Linked DNA regions of Anas platyrhynchos: region 2 is linked to region 1. A link is a contact called in public Hi-C data. All regions are on one chromosome and are shown on one strand. Each heading gives the region's core, a stretch centred on a gene start, on an enhancer-like site or on the middle of the called end of the contact. The rest is flanking DNA. Distances are from core to core; before and after follow the strand shown. Region 1 overlaps LAMB1 (laminin subunit beta 1). Region 2 holds the start of LAMB1 (laminin subunit beta 1).

Evidence for each region. Hi-C and Micro-C count contacts between places; a contact is called where the count stands out from the background.
Region 2: a Hi-C map of subcutaneous adipose tissue shows a contact between it and region 1, with 3 times the contacts expected there. The contact joins the promoter of LAMB1 here to the enhancer-like site in region 1. A contact is called at or near these places in 5 of 8 Hi-C or Micro-C datasets (F1 follicle, liver, skeletal muscle and 1 more).

What each region holds. Positions count from the first base shown.
Region 1 is chr1:15,253,287-15,259,813 of IASCAAS_PekinDuck_T2T, forward strand. LAMB1 (laminin subunit beta 1) reads right to left here. Exons shown (of 33, transcript XM_038175878.2): 32 at 6,020-6,179; 33 at 4,781-5,124. The coding sequence ends at 4,988. DLD (dihydrolipoamide dehydrogenase) reads left to right here. Exons shown (of 14, transcript XM_027459013.3): 12 at 312-449; 13 at 1,458-1,547; 14 at 1,652-2,657. The coding sequence ends at 1,717. Among named protein-coding and RNA genes, the nearest start is that of DLD, 14 kb to the left of the region's middle. Within about 2 kb of position 3,980, at least 1 of the 8 cell types and tissues checked has an H3K27ac peak or open chromatin away from gene starts, as enhancers often do. A contact at or near this core is called in subcutaneous adipose tissue, where this site is marked.
Region 2 is chr1:15,295,352-15,301,878 of IASCAAS_PekinDuck_T2T, forward strand. It overlaps LAMB1 (laminin subunit beta 1), which reads right to left and starts at 3,145. Exons shown (of 33, transcript XM_038175878.2): 1 at 2,934-3,145; 2 at 2,624-2,793; 3 at 422-557. The coding sequence starts at 2,958. LOC106018431 (a long non-coding RNA gene) reads left to right here and starts at 2,793. Exons shown (of 4, transcript XR_011806541.1): 1 at 2,793-2,937; 2 at 3,923-4,075; 3 at 4,428-5,820; 4 at 6,071-6,212.

The DNA.
Region 1 (6,527 bases), core at 2,730-5,229:
ACTTTGTGCAGGTGAATTTCTCTATCTGAATTTATTTTGTAGGGTGTATGATTGATTCCTTCCTGCATGCCACCCTCACAAGGACTACGGTCGTCTTTAATAACTTGTTGTGTGAAATTAATACTGATTCGCTGCTAATTTTTCTTCTCTAACACAGTTTTATACCTGTTATCTTCATGCATTGATCTGTTTGTCTTATCTGTCTTCTATTTTTGTATTAGTTCTATTTTTAGATTTATCTGTATGGTTACATCATTCCTGTTGAGTTTTCAGGTCATTAACTCTGTCAGTAACACGTATCTGTTTTGTAGGGGGTAGAATACAAAATTGGGAAATTTCCATTTGCTGCTAACAGTAGAGCAAAGACAAATGCTGACACAGATGGCATGGTGAAGATACTTAGTCAAAAATCAACAGACAGGATGTTGGGTGCTCACATTTTAGGCGCAGTAAGTATTATAAATTATGCTGTTGTCTTGGTAGTCTTAAGGGTTTTTTGTTGTGTTACACAGTTCTTGCAAAAAAGGAAGATTTGAATTTCCCCAAATTGCTTCAATTTGTTGTTTTCTTCTGCAGCCATGCCCTCCTGCCCTCATCCCCAGAGCTTTTCTGTTACTTTGGTGTCAGACCCAGCTTTTTTTTATTGATTCCCTAGAATTGCTAGGGTTATTCAGTTATTCTTTTTTTTTTATGAACGTTACTAAATAATTGAGAGAACAGTAGAAATTGACTTAAGTTCTAGAAATTGGGGAGCTGAATGGACTGGTTTTCATTGCTTTTTTTCCTCCTCTGATATTCCAGCTTCAGCTTGGGTAACCTTATTTGGCATTCACTAAGTCTGGGGTCAGTGATGGAACTGATGGAACTTGATTAAAAAAAAATATTTTTTTCAGAATTTGAAATCAATTTTTTTTTGGAAAAATATCTTTTTCTCCATTACCACGTCAGAAGTTGCATCTTAGACCCTAACCTCACTCTTTGGCTTGGTTTGGTTTTCTTAGCTGTAAAGGTGTAAATATTCTTCTTTTATTCTTTCCCCTAAAGATGTATGCAGAAACATTTCCATAGATCTTTGTATACAGCTTTCATAAAGAAGTTTTGTGTTTTTAGTAGTGATAATATACAGTACCTTTGATCAGAATGTGGGTAGTATCTGACCAGTATTTTGTGGGAAAAAGCCCAGATTTCACACAACCCTCAGTAACAAGAGCAAGTACTCTGATTTAGCATTATGTTTAGATTTACACTATTTGAGTGTAAATCTATAATTAAAAATCTGCAAATCTACAATTAAAAGTGGCATTAGGACACAGCTGAAGTGCTAGTCATATTATGGCAGTGTTTGTTTATTTTTTAGCAAGATAGAATTTACAAGCTGGATACTTCTAGTCAGTAATTTAAAGAGTCTACACAACTGCATGAAGATCTTTTTAACTACAAAGAACATTAAATTACAGGGTGCTGGCGAAATGGTTAATGAAGCTGCTCTTGCTATGGAGTATGGAGCATCGTGTGAAGACGTAGCCAGAGTTTGCCATGCCCATCCAGTAAGTCTTTTCTAAACAAACTGTTGTACACCACAGTTGCACAGACTTGCTATAACTACATTTAAATATTAATTATTTGTACCTTTTCTGCCTGTTCTCTGCAGACGGTGTCAGAAGCCTTCAGGGAAGCAAACCTAGCAGCATCTTTTGGCAAAGCTATCAACTTCTAAAATGAAAGACCAGTTCTCTGTACATGCATAGCACATGTCTGGAAGTGGACTGTGGTCCTTGTGGAAGGCTGAGTTTGAGGATGTTAGGACTGAATTAAGTGAATCTCTTCATTTTAGCCATCATATTTAAACAAGTAGAGTTTGGAACAAGTGGAATTATCCAGTCTCTGTAAATTAAATACTTACATGTTTATTTACATTCTGAATGTTGCAGGAAAACAGCCTGACAGAACTTTTTTTCTTCAAAACCAAGCATTTCGCTGCTGCATGGGATTATAAAGTGTGTTGGTCAAAAGTCTGAACAAGTGTCCAGCATACCTGGTGTGTTCTTATTTGAAGTAGTGATAGACTAAAACAGTTGAATGCTGGCACTTAGAATGCCGCTGGCACTTAAAATGCCACTGTCACTTCCGCACAAAAACATATGTCCTTCTGAAAGGATTAACTAAGTATTTAACCTACTTCTTCTTGCATACAAATACCAAAATTTGGTTTGATCTAGTAATGTTAGGGTGCTGGGAGAAGAGGGGCTTGTATAGATCAATTAAAACTATATTAACTTTTTTAAGAGAAAATCTCTGTGTGTGTGATTATCCACACATCATGTTTTCATATTGAAAACTCATCGGGAAAAATCAAGTGCTGGTAGGGAAATGAAAAAAACAAAGAAAAATTTAATCGTTCTGCTACTTAATCTTGTTTTTAAAGCTTCCATTGTCCAATTCTCTTCAATGTCAAAATGCTAGAACTGGATAGCAAAGCAGTGCTCACAGTTAAGTGTGATAACGTGAGGGTTATTCTTCTGCACCTTCCACACACAAGGGCTGCAGCATCAGCTCTGCACATAGTTGAGACATACTTTGTTCTCTCCTTGTTTTCTATTTTGTGCTCTCTTTGTGTCTCTGCTGTAGCAAGAGAGCTTAATAAATATTTAACATGGCTGGAGGGTTGTATTGGGTTTTGTTTGTCACAAACAGCATCTTTGGAGTATCCCTAACGTGTACAGGGAATGTACCCAATTCCAGTAGCTCACTTGTTTTGCAGGGTGCCTTTTTTTTGTTATGCTTTTATGCCTTGAAGAAAATCTTAATATGTGCTGATATTGTACGCGTCCATTTCCATTACGTCGTTGGGATGATAAATGGAGAAATGCTTTCCAAAAAAATTCTGCAAAAGCTACTTGACTTTGTGTGTAGACAAGGTGGTTATGCCATTTTTCTTAGAGCTTCTAATTCAAGTATTGAACTGCTCTCTGTGCTGAGAGATCGAAGAAGATTCAAAGTCAGGTTGAATGGGACTTTGAGCAACCAGACCAAATGGAAGATGTCCAACCTTCTGCAGGGACTAGGTGATCTTTAAAGATCCCTTTCAACCCAAACCATTGTATCATTCTATGAAATGTACAATTTCCTTAAGGTAGCAGTTAATCTTTAAGCACCTTTAATACTATTCTTCATTTTGTTTTTATAACCTCTGTTTGAAAAGTAGATAGGAATCAACTAGGGTCTTTTAAGCTCATCACCAGGCTAAGAGATGATGCACTGTATCCTTGAATTAGAGGAGCAAGTGAATTAATGTGAAATCTCCTTTCAGGTGGGTGTTAGTAGGAAGCTGCTGAAATAAAGGTAAGGTAACAAAATGAGGGAGGGAGAACCCAATTCTCCTCGTAGATCTAGGCATCTCAGAATCACCTCTTCCTGTGGGTAAATCCTATCAAGTGTTCATCTGGCACTTTCTAAGTTCTAACTCACTTTTTGTAAGTTCCCTATTCTCTAAGAAATACTCCTGTGCACTCCCTCCTCTCACCCAATAATTGTGGCAGTTTTGGGCAGTCTTGCTGTGGTTCAGCCTTGGGATTCATCAGTTACAAATTCTTGTATGTTGTTTTGTTCTTCATACATTTTTGGAGTTTGGAACACTTTGGTACAATTTCAGTAGCAGTCTTCAGAGATTTGTCTCCTAGACACTCGAAAATAAAATTTAAGGCCTGGGGTTGTTATGGTATTGTTACTTCCCAGTATCGTTTCTGCTCTAGTTAAATATACCAAAAGTGCTTGTAGAGGCAGAAATATGTCTGAATGTTGCAGAGTTTGAAGATTTTATTTTTAACACCTGTTAAATATACCGTCAGTGACATAGTGTGTGATGCTGCTGTGGTAATCAATTCCTGTTCTGGATTTTTTTATTCTAGTGTCTGTAAGTGTGAAGGTTGGATGATTATTTAAATGTGCTGCTCTCCAGTTTCCATAGGTGGCGCTGTAATTCTGCTGTAGTTGCCCCGACCAGCTTCTGCTGACAGTCAAGGTGAGCTAAATTGTTGATCAAAGAACATATCCAAATACATTTCTCAGGTCGGAGTTAGCAGTCAGGATATGTAAAAGCCTGCTGCAGCTGAGGATGCTAACTTGCACATAGGTTAGTTAATACTGCAGACCAATTACTACACTTACTATGTGGTTGGCTGAAGGTACACTGTGCTGTAGTAAGTTTGAACTTACTACATATAAAGTGCAGTTTATATGAGCTGGATATCACTCTTGCACTTCAAAAAAGAAAGTCTTATTTGTGTTTTGTTAAGCACAAGCTGCTCTTAGGGAGATTCAGTGTGCTGCTTTAAGAGTCTGTGTACCACTCCTTAACTGCTTCACATTAAGTGCCCTATGAACTTGGTAGCTTTTTTTTTCTAGAGAGTCTTGATCCTCCAATGCTGGTTTATCACATAAATGTGATTTGCAGAACATAAACCAGTTACCCCTTCAGTGCTGACCTCTCAAATCAATAAGTATTTCAATTAATTTAAACTTGTTTTAAGCCTAAATGGATATCGTACAGAGGTTAAATATTCCTTGTGCAGTAAGTAGAAGGGCATAAATGCTAGCAAACCCCACAAAGATGGTATTTCTTCTTTCAGTACTAACTGTTCTGAGTTATCATGCGTAGTTGGAACCAATATTAGATCTCTAGCTATTTTAAAAACAAGACTTGCAGAACCTAAAGGATTAATTGATTTACCATTTCAGCTACTGAAAATAACAAGGAACTTAGTGAGTCATACCAGGTACATACAGTGATACAAAAGTACTGTTTATTTTCAATGTCAAAAAGTTACTTGTCTTTGGTTCTGTGACTTAAAAGTCAATATAAAACCTGTTCACTTTATCAGGTCTTAGTGTAATGTCAAAAAAAACCAAAAAACAAAAAACACTAGTGTAATACTTACTTAAAAAAAAAAAAAGCCCCATCCTGAACGTAAGCATTTTCTGCTCCCATTTATAAGCAAGTGCTGTAAACAGCAACTTTCTGGCTGATTGTCTGTAAGAGGGAGCGAACCGTCTCTTCCAGCTCCACCAGCTGCTTGGCTTTGTCTTCGAGAACTTTTTGATTGTTTTCATACGTATTTTCCAAGTCTGTCGGCAAAGGAAGAGGAAAAACAGTGTAATGAGGTATATTTTAATGCAGTAAAATATAAACCATAGCTGTTAGGGGTAAACTACCTCAGGATTATTTTCTTGTGGAAGAAAATCTGACAAAAAAATAGCAAAGGCTGGAATGGCACTTCTTGTTTCCTTAATATTGGGACATAAAGCAATGTGGAAGTAATTTTCTGTAAATGGAAAAGGTATACTTTGATTCAAGTTGAAAATAACTGCCATTTTTGTGTTGACCTGAAATATCTTGATTATGACAAGCCAAAACTATTCAGTGATTCATTTTAATTGTGCAGGAGTGACTAAGGGGAAGAGCAGGTTCCTGGACTGGCAAAAACAGGAGGAAAACTCAGCTTCCTCCCTGGCAGTTACGGGCAGGCTGCCCCCTCCTGATTCAGCCGACTTTAAGTGGCAATTGTAAAAGTTAAATTCTTCTGTAAACTGCAACTTCTGTGTCCTAATTGCCTTTTATTTCAACGGCATTCCAGGGTGGGGGAAGGGGAATGCTGTTTGAAGATGGTGTTGTGGGTAGTCTGTCAAGAAGTGGGCTGCTTTTAGTGTTGCCAGATGGGTTAGTCCTCATCCTAATCATGGTAGCTACATTTTAATTCCACCCTGTAAGGATTCTTTGAGCACTGAGAGGTGCCATACCAAAAGTTTGTGTCTCACTGTAAGTTTTAGCTCTTCTTTTTAATACAAATCTTTGATTCAAGACTTATGTTGTGTCCCTAAGAATAAGAAAAGCCATTCAGACCTCAGCAACAAAGAATTAATTTCCTTTTTCTTTTCCTGTTGCTGATGAATACTTGGTTTAACAGCATGCTAGTGCTTTGTATTCTTAAAGTAAGGACTTGCCTGCTCAGAACAGCCTTACCTTTGAGCAGCTGGAGTTTGCTGTTTGCTTGAGCCAGCAGGGCTTTAGCTTCATCTTGCAACATGTCAGCTTTCCTCCTAGCGCTGGCCGACTCCTCTGTCTTCTTGGCAATGAGCTCCTCCACCGTTTTGTACTTGCTGTTCAGCTCGGTGTTGAGGACCTGTTGTTCCAGATGCAAACACAAGATGGAGCCGCTCAAAAGACTACGCAAGGGGAGTTGCTCGATATTCGGGGTAAGCAGAGCACACAGGCTGTTAGCTCAGGTAACAAAGGCAGAAACAAGGTTGGGGTATGTCCTGCTTAATACTCAAGGTTTTAAGAGCTGGCACGAAGACTGAGTTGCCCTCTTGCAGATCTGTGGCAATTCTACAGCTTCAATACTTGGCAAGGATTTACAGGATTCAGTTACACAGTTGTGTAACTCGTGGAAGCTATGGCCCCTAGCACAGCTGAGGTTAAGGAACTGGCCATGCTCCTGGTTAAATGTATGCATTTAGGGAGGAACAAC
Region 2 (6,527 bases), core at 1,895-4,394, 41 kb after region 1:
ACAGCCCCACAGCCCCCAGCCCACCTCCTTCCCCCGGCTCCCCCAGCAGCGTGGGGAAGCCCTGCGGCGCCTCCTGGCTTGGCAGCGCTGCCCCGGGATGCTCGCCGCTGGCAAGCTGCGCCGCTGCCTCTGCCCAAACATGAGGCAGATCTGGAGCCGGGGTGGGAAACTTCTCTTTTTAGGAAAGGATTCTCACAGAGCGGCGGGAGAGAGCTCTTTCCAGCACTCCTGGAGGGTTCGCGGGGCTTCGTTACGGGCACACAAAAGCAGCCAGTTTTACTCAGCCCGCTGCTACCAGCACGATCCCTCCCACAGCAGCAATTACCAGCCCTGAGCTAACAGCAAACGCGGAGGTACCCGCAGACAAAAGAAGGGAAAGCAACTCCCAGCCCAGGGAATGTGTCCCCACCAAGCTGCATACCGTTTTCTGACTGCCACCAGAGCTTCAGGCGATTGGGAGCAAACGTGGTGACCACGTTTTCGATGCGGTGGCTGTCGGGATTGAGGGTGTCGTGGAAGGGATCCTCCGAGTCGCATGTAAAACATTTTTTGTCCTCCTGAAACAACAAGATAACTGGCATTACCGACTTTATCCACGGGGCAGTAGTTGTTTCCTGCAGATAAGAGTATTTTCCATCCATATCACGTTCCTCTGAGTTTTGCCTGCAGGAGGCATCGAAGGTGTGGTGTTGGCTTTGTTTTTTTTTAATTGATAAGTGTATTTACCTTTTCGCATTAATGCAAATTGCCCGGTGGAAGCTATGCCAGGAATTCCATACACTGTGTTTCCGTGAGAGCACGCTGCGGGTTCAGGAAATCCCTGCCTGCATGCCGACTCCCCAGCAGAGCTCACAACCAGCGGCAGCATCTCCAGACAATCCCTGAACTGAAACGTACGCACGCAAATCTGCACCTTCAAAAACTCGAGTGAGGTAACCCTGCTTTTAGGAGCTGGCTTTGAGATGTAAGTTCTCCACTGTAGGGACATCTCCAGGCAGGCTCAGTGCACGTGTAGCCCATGGGTGATTTAGTGACCGGCTCTTTTTCCTGTGGGGTTAGCTCTATGCTGAATCCAGCTTTTCAGGCTCCTACCTACACCGCATCCAGGCACCTTCAACCATGTTTGCAATCTCAAGCTAAGCACACAACCCCAGCCTGCACACCCTACAAGACAGCTGGGCGCAAGCCTGGCACGTGCTTTTTTGGGAAAATGGACAAGTGCTTCTTCACCAAAAGGACAAAAACCCACCATGACTAGTGCTATGTACACTATTTTTACACAGTGCTGCCTAAACCACGCAAACCTTGCAAGGTAAGACTCGAGATGAACCGAAAGGGAAGGTTTCTGCCCCAAATAACCCAGGTGTGGCAGTGCAGGGGGGGCAGAGGGGCTCCGAACACTGCAGGAGCTCTCAGCCCTGGCACGGCAGCAGCCGAGTGCTGCGGGCTCCATCCCTGCAGCGTGGCTGGGGAGATGAACGCGTGGTGCTTTGCCAGCCAGGAACACGTGAGCTGGCAGGTCTGTGCCACGCTGATTTACTATTTCATTGAGTCCTGCGGGGCTGGGAAGGCTCCTGTCCCCTCCCGTCCCCTCCTGTCCCATCCCGCAGCCTCAGCCCCCTGCAGCCACTCGTCCTCCCACCAAATCACTGCCCAACACCGAAAGGTCCCAAAGTGCTCGGCCCCGTGTGGTTACGGGGCACCTTCCTGCACCCACAGCCTGGCAGATTTCCCCAGTACCACTCACAGCACGGAAACATCAGGCAAACACCGAAACGGGGCTGTGAGATCGGGAATGAGGGCGCGTTAAAACCATCTGAGGCAGCGCGTTTAACATAAACCACCTGGGAACTTCAGCATTTTCTGGGACAATAAAACTAACAAGGCGCCTTTGTTACTTCTTTGGAGGAGAGATGCAAAGAAAGCAACCCCAAAACGCTGAAAATGCTGCAGCAAGGCTACCCGCCGTGTTAAACCCAGAGTTACCCCCGGCAGACAGGGCAGCGTGGTAAAACCGTGTGGCGGGGAGATTTGTAACCTCAGGGCACAAACGGGAGGCGTTTTCCTTCCCGGTGTCAGGATCCGTCCCCATTGTCTCGGCAGCCACTTCAGCCTGGGGCAATTCCCTCACTTTCCACCTAACCCAGCGGAGATCCCGCTCCTGATCCCCTACCCCTGCTGTCTCAGGGACCTTCAATACTCCCTTATAGCCGTCTCTTAAATCCTAAAAACCTCTCTGCCTTCCACCAGCCGAGCCGATCTGCCTGCTTTCGCCCGGAGACCATCCAGATGTGATTATATTATGAGGACAGCCGCCAAGCCATTACGACCGGCTCCTACACACCACTTGCCATCAGGAAGCTGTCTAGACGGCTCCGCGTTAAGGCTGCAAACCCCCCCCCGAGCATTAATTGAACCTACCCCGAGTGTTAATTAAACTTACACCGAGTGTTAAGGGGACGTACCCCGGGGTTTCTTCCCCGTTAAGCCCCGGGGGGGCTCCCCCAAACGCGGCCCCGTCCCCGCCGCGTCCCCCTCCCCGTCGGGGCTCGGGGGGCTCCGGGGGTCGCTCGGTGCCTCCGGCCGGTCCCCGGGCACCCAACCCCGCCGTCGGGGGGCTCACCTGGAGGTGGCTGACGATGCAGTAGGGCTCGGGCTGCCGGAGGCCACACGTGGAGGAGGCGGAGAGGCGGGCGGCGCGGCCGATGAGGAGGTCGCCGGTGGCCGGGTAGCAGCTGCCCTCGGCGCAGCCGGAGCTGTACTCGGGCTCCTGAGCCGCCGCCACCCACAGCGCTGCGGGGCCGGGGGGTGGGAGACACGGGGAGAAGGGAGAGAAGGAGAAGGAGAAGAAGAAGAAGGGGGGACACGCGGTGAAGCCGAGCCCGCAGCCCCCTGCCCCGACGGCGGTGGGAGCGGGGCCGGGCGGTGGTTACCGAGGTAGAGCGGGAGGAGCCCCATGGCGAGCACCGACGGGTCGGGTCGGGTCGGGACGGGACGGGATGGGACAGGAGGGGACGGGACGGGACGGGACCGGACCCCCGCTCCGGAAGCTTCCCCCGCCGCCACCGGGCTCCACGCAGGCGCCGCGGCTCCCCGGGAGCGGCTCCGAGCCGCCGGGCGGCCCCCCCCGGCCCTCCCCCTCGTCCCCTCCCCGCCGAGCTCCCGGCCCGGCCCCTTCCCTTCCCCTCTCGCCGCTGCTGCCAGGGCTGCGGGGAAAGGGGAAGCCCGGGGGGAGCGCTTAGGGCGAGGGGGACCCTCCCCAGAACCCCCCCCAGGACCCCCCGATGGAGCGGGCACCACCGACGGGGCGAGCGGGACGGGCTTGATGTGGGGCAGCGCTGTGGGGTTGGGGGTGCTCGGCCCCGTTCTGCCTCCACACCGGGGTCCCCAGCCCTTCAGGGGGTGCTGGGGGGGCTCAGCACCCCGTAAGGGTGGTTGGAGGGGGCCACCCTGCGTGGCGAGGTGAAGGGCCACAGCCACCGCATGCGGCGCTCGATGGCCACCGAGCAGCCCGAGGGGCCACCAGCCCGTTTGCCATTAGGTTGAGGCACCGCTGTGGTGCTGGGATGGAGATGTTGGGGCGAACCAAGCAGTTTGGTGTTTCAGTGGGGTTTCATCTGCCTGCGTTTGCCCTCCTGCTGCTCTCAGATAAACAGAGAAGCCGGCGTGGAGGTGGGAAATGGAGGTCTCCAAAGCACAGCCCTGGCTCGGCACACGCCAAAATGGGTGCCCGAGTCAGTCTGCGTGAGTTTTGTAGCCCACACGTAGCACGTGAGCTGGTGTGTAAACCTTCACCAGGCACCGGGGTGCCTCGGGAACACTTTGCCCTCGCTGTTTGCGGTCCCTGAATGGAACCACGCGGCGGGCTGTGTGTGCCACAAAACCCTGCCGCTGGGTAAATATGCTCGCCCTCGTTTTACAGATGGGTAAGCAGAAACAGAGAGATAGCGAGCGACTTGCCCTAAAGGTTAAACACCACGTCCGAAACATAACCCAGGGCCCTCAGCTGAAGAAGCGGTGGCTGAGTTTCATTAAAGATGCCCAGGAAATTAAACCATTCTAGCTGCCCGGGCAGGTATTGTTATTCTAAACTTCTTCTGCAATGTGGTCTTTTGAACTCACAAAACTCACAGAATTTCACAATCCTCTCATGTAACTCACAGCTTGGCTTTGCATTTAGGTGTCAATACAACAAATCTGTTTGTCCTACTCAGAAGAAATGTTTTAGCCTGCTTGTGGTTGGCGAGCTGCACCAGTAAACAGCAGAAAGGCAGCGGTGCTCCGCAGCATCCTCCCTGTGCATGTGCCACAGCAGCATGTTTCACTTCCACTGGGTTCTTCTCTGTCCCATATTTTTTCTTTTTCTTTTTTTTTTTTTTTTTTTTTTTATTTTATTGAAATATTCTCCTCCTTATTCTTGTTCTCAGTCTTGCAGAAGTGCTGTCCTCCCCTGAATCTAAATGGGCTCAGCTGGCTCTGTGGAGCACTTCGTGCTGTGGTCAGGCTGCTGGCATTGCTGGTGTTGTGCTTCTGTGTGGCTGCAAGTTTCCTCCAAGAACCAAGTTCGGAGTTGTCTCTGACCTCAGTGGGACCCGATTTACCGCCTGTTCTCTTGTACCACCGCAGTGGTTGAACGCCCAGCAAACAGAGCTGGTGAAATATTTGATTAAATGTCTCTGATCGTATGTGGCATTGGTTAAATGTTGTTTGTATTGTGCTTAATATCACTGAAGTCAAAATGCTGTGTAAGACGATCCCTTTTTCATTATTATTTTTTTCAATAAACAGTTTTTGGAAGCCACCTCTATCCACAAGAAAGAGAACTGGGAGGGAGAACTACAAACAAGTGGTTTTGATCCAGATCAAGCATTTTCACACAGATTGACTTTTCAAAAACACCTTAAAAGGTTTTGTGCCACTTCCAGCGGGGAATGCTACACAGTTTTAGACCTCAGAAGTTGCCACAAATGGACCTGGTGGCCTGTGGCAACCCATCCTGCTTGGTTGGTGTGCTCTGAGCACACAGCTGGGACTCCATGCAGGCTTTTTCCTTTCCATTCCTGCTTTTCTCCCAGCAATTTCTGTTCCTCCCACGGATACCTTTCCTCTCCAGGCCTGTTTTACTGCCTTGTGTTCAAGGACATTTCATCCTGGCAGCCGTGTGGCAACTACCTCCCTGAGCAGCCCAGCCAGCAGTGGCATTTTAGGAGGAAATTCGTCAGCTTTCTGCTTGTGAATTCAGATTTTTGAAGCCGTGAATGAAGCACTTTTGTTTTATACACAATTGAAATTTTAATGTGAGAGCTCCAGCTTGCCTTGCTCAGGTGCAGTGTGGCAGCCACACAAACCTGCAGGAAATCCAGGCTCCTTCCCTGGCATTACCTGGAGGCCTTCACGGGAGCAGCTAGCTGAGCTGTGCCCTCTGGCTGGTGGAGGTGCTCCCTTTAATTATGGCAAAGTCAATCTGTCATACGCTCGTCTGATTACAGCCTAGGGACTTGCAGAGAAACCTTGCACCTCACAGGTGATTTTTTTAAAGTGCTAAAATTCAGGAAAAAGAAAGGTAAAGCACAAATTCTGCACACACCTGCATCCAGGTGCAGTTGCTAGATTATATCAAGGTTTTAATTTGACCCCACCATTTTCACAGCAGGAGCTGCTACACGGGTAGTGCACGTGGCAAGCACGCACTGCTTGGAGCTCCGGGATCATCCCTGAGATCTGCTCCCAGCCGAGCCCCCCACCACGTGCAGGCGCTGCTTTGGCTCCCCTAACTGTGGAAGTTTTATCTCTGATGGATCAACACGAGGTTGCCCTCAGGTAAGGCTTGTTCTGAACGTGCTGCTGGCACAGGGCTGCCTCTGGACTCTCTGGGGCTGGTGTCAGGCAGGCCAGAAGGGGACAAGGTGACTCATTTTTATGAGGAAGAGCCAGCGTTACTCTGCAGGGCAGGATTTCGAAATGGAGGTTTTCCTCCTCCCGGTCTTTTTAAAACCCCAGCCCTCCTGTAGTATTCACCTATCCCCAGCCTCCTCATTATATGAAACACAAGTTCTAAACTAAAATTTAGGACAAATCCTGTGGTGTTGTGTGTGGCTAGAAGACACAGCGGTGTGAACCCTGACTCCTGTGCAGCACCGTGTGGGGGCTGCATTGATGAAAATCGTGGGCAACCCCTCGCTGAACGCACAGAAAGGAGGTATGGCAGGAGGGGAAGCGAGGTTGGAGCTGATTTCAGTATTGAGCATCTGTGCACTGCCATCCAGTGGGCACTGGGGACTTTGCTCCCTGTCACACACCTCTTCAGGTGGCCCAGCACTGAGTGGTTTTGGCGAATATTTGGGGACCCCCTCATGGTCAGGGGTTGCTGGGGATCCCTGATCTGCCTCAGCAAGGCGATGGGGATCGGGGAGAGGTGGGACCGTGGGGGAGATGCTGGCTGTCAGCAGGGATGGCTGCAGAAGCCCATCATAAGTGGTGCTTAGGGGCATGTTTTAGTGGGTGACACTGGTGGTAGGGGGTGGTTG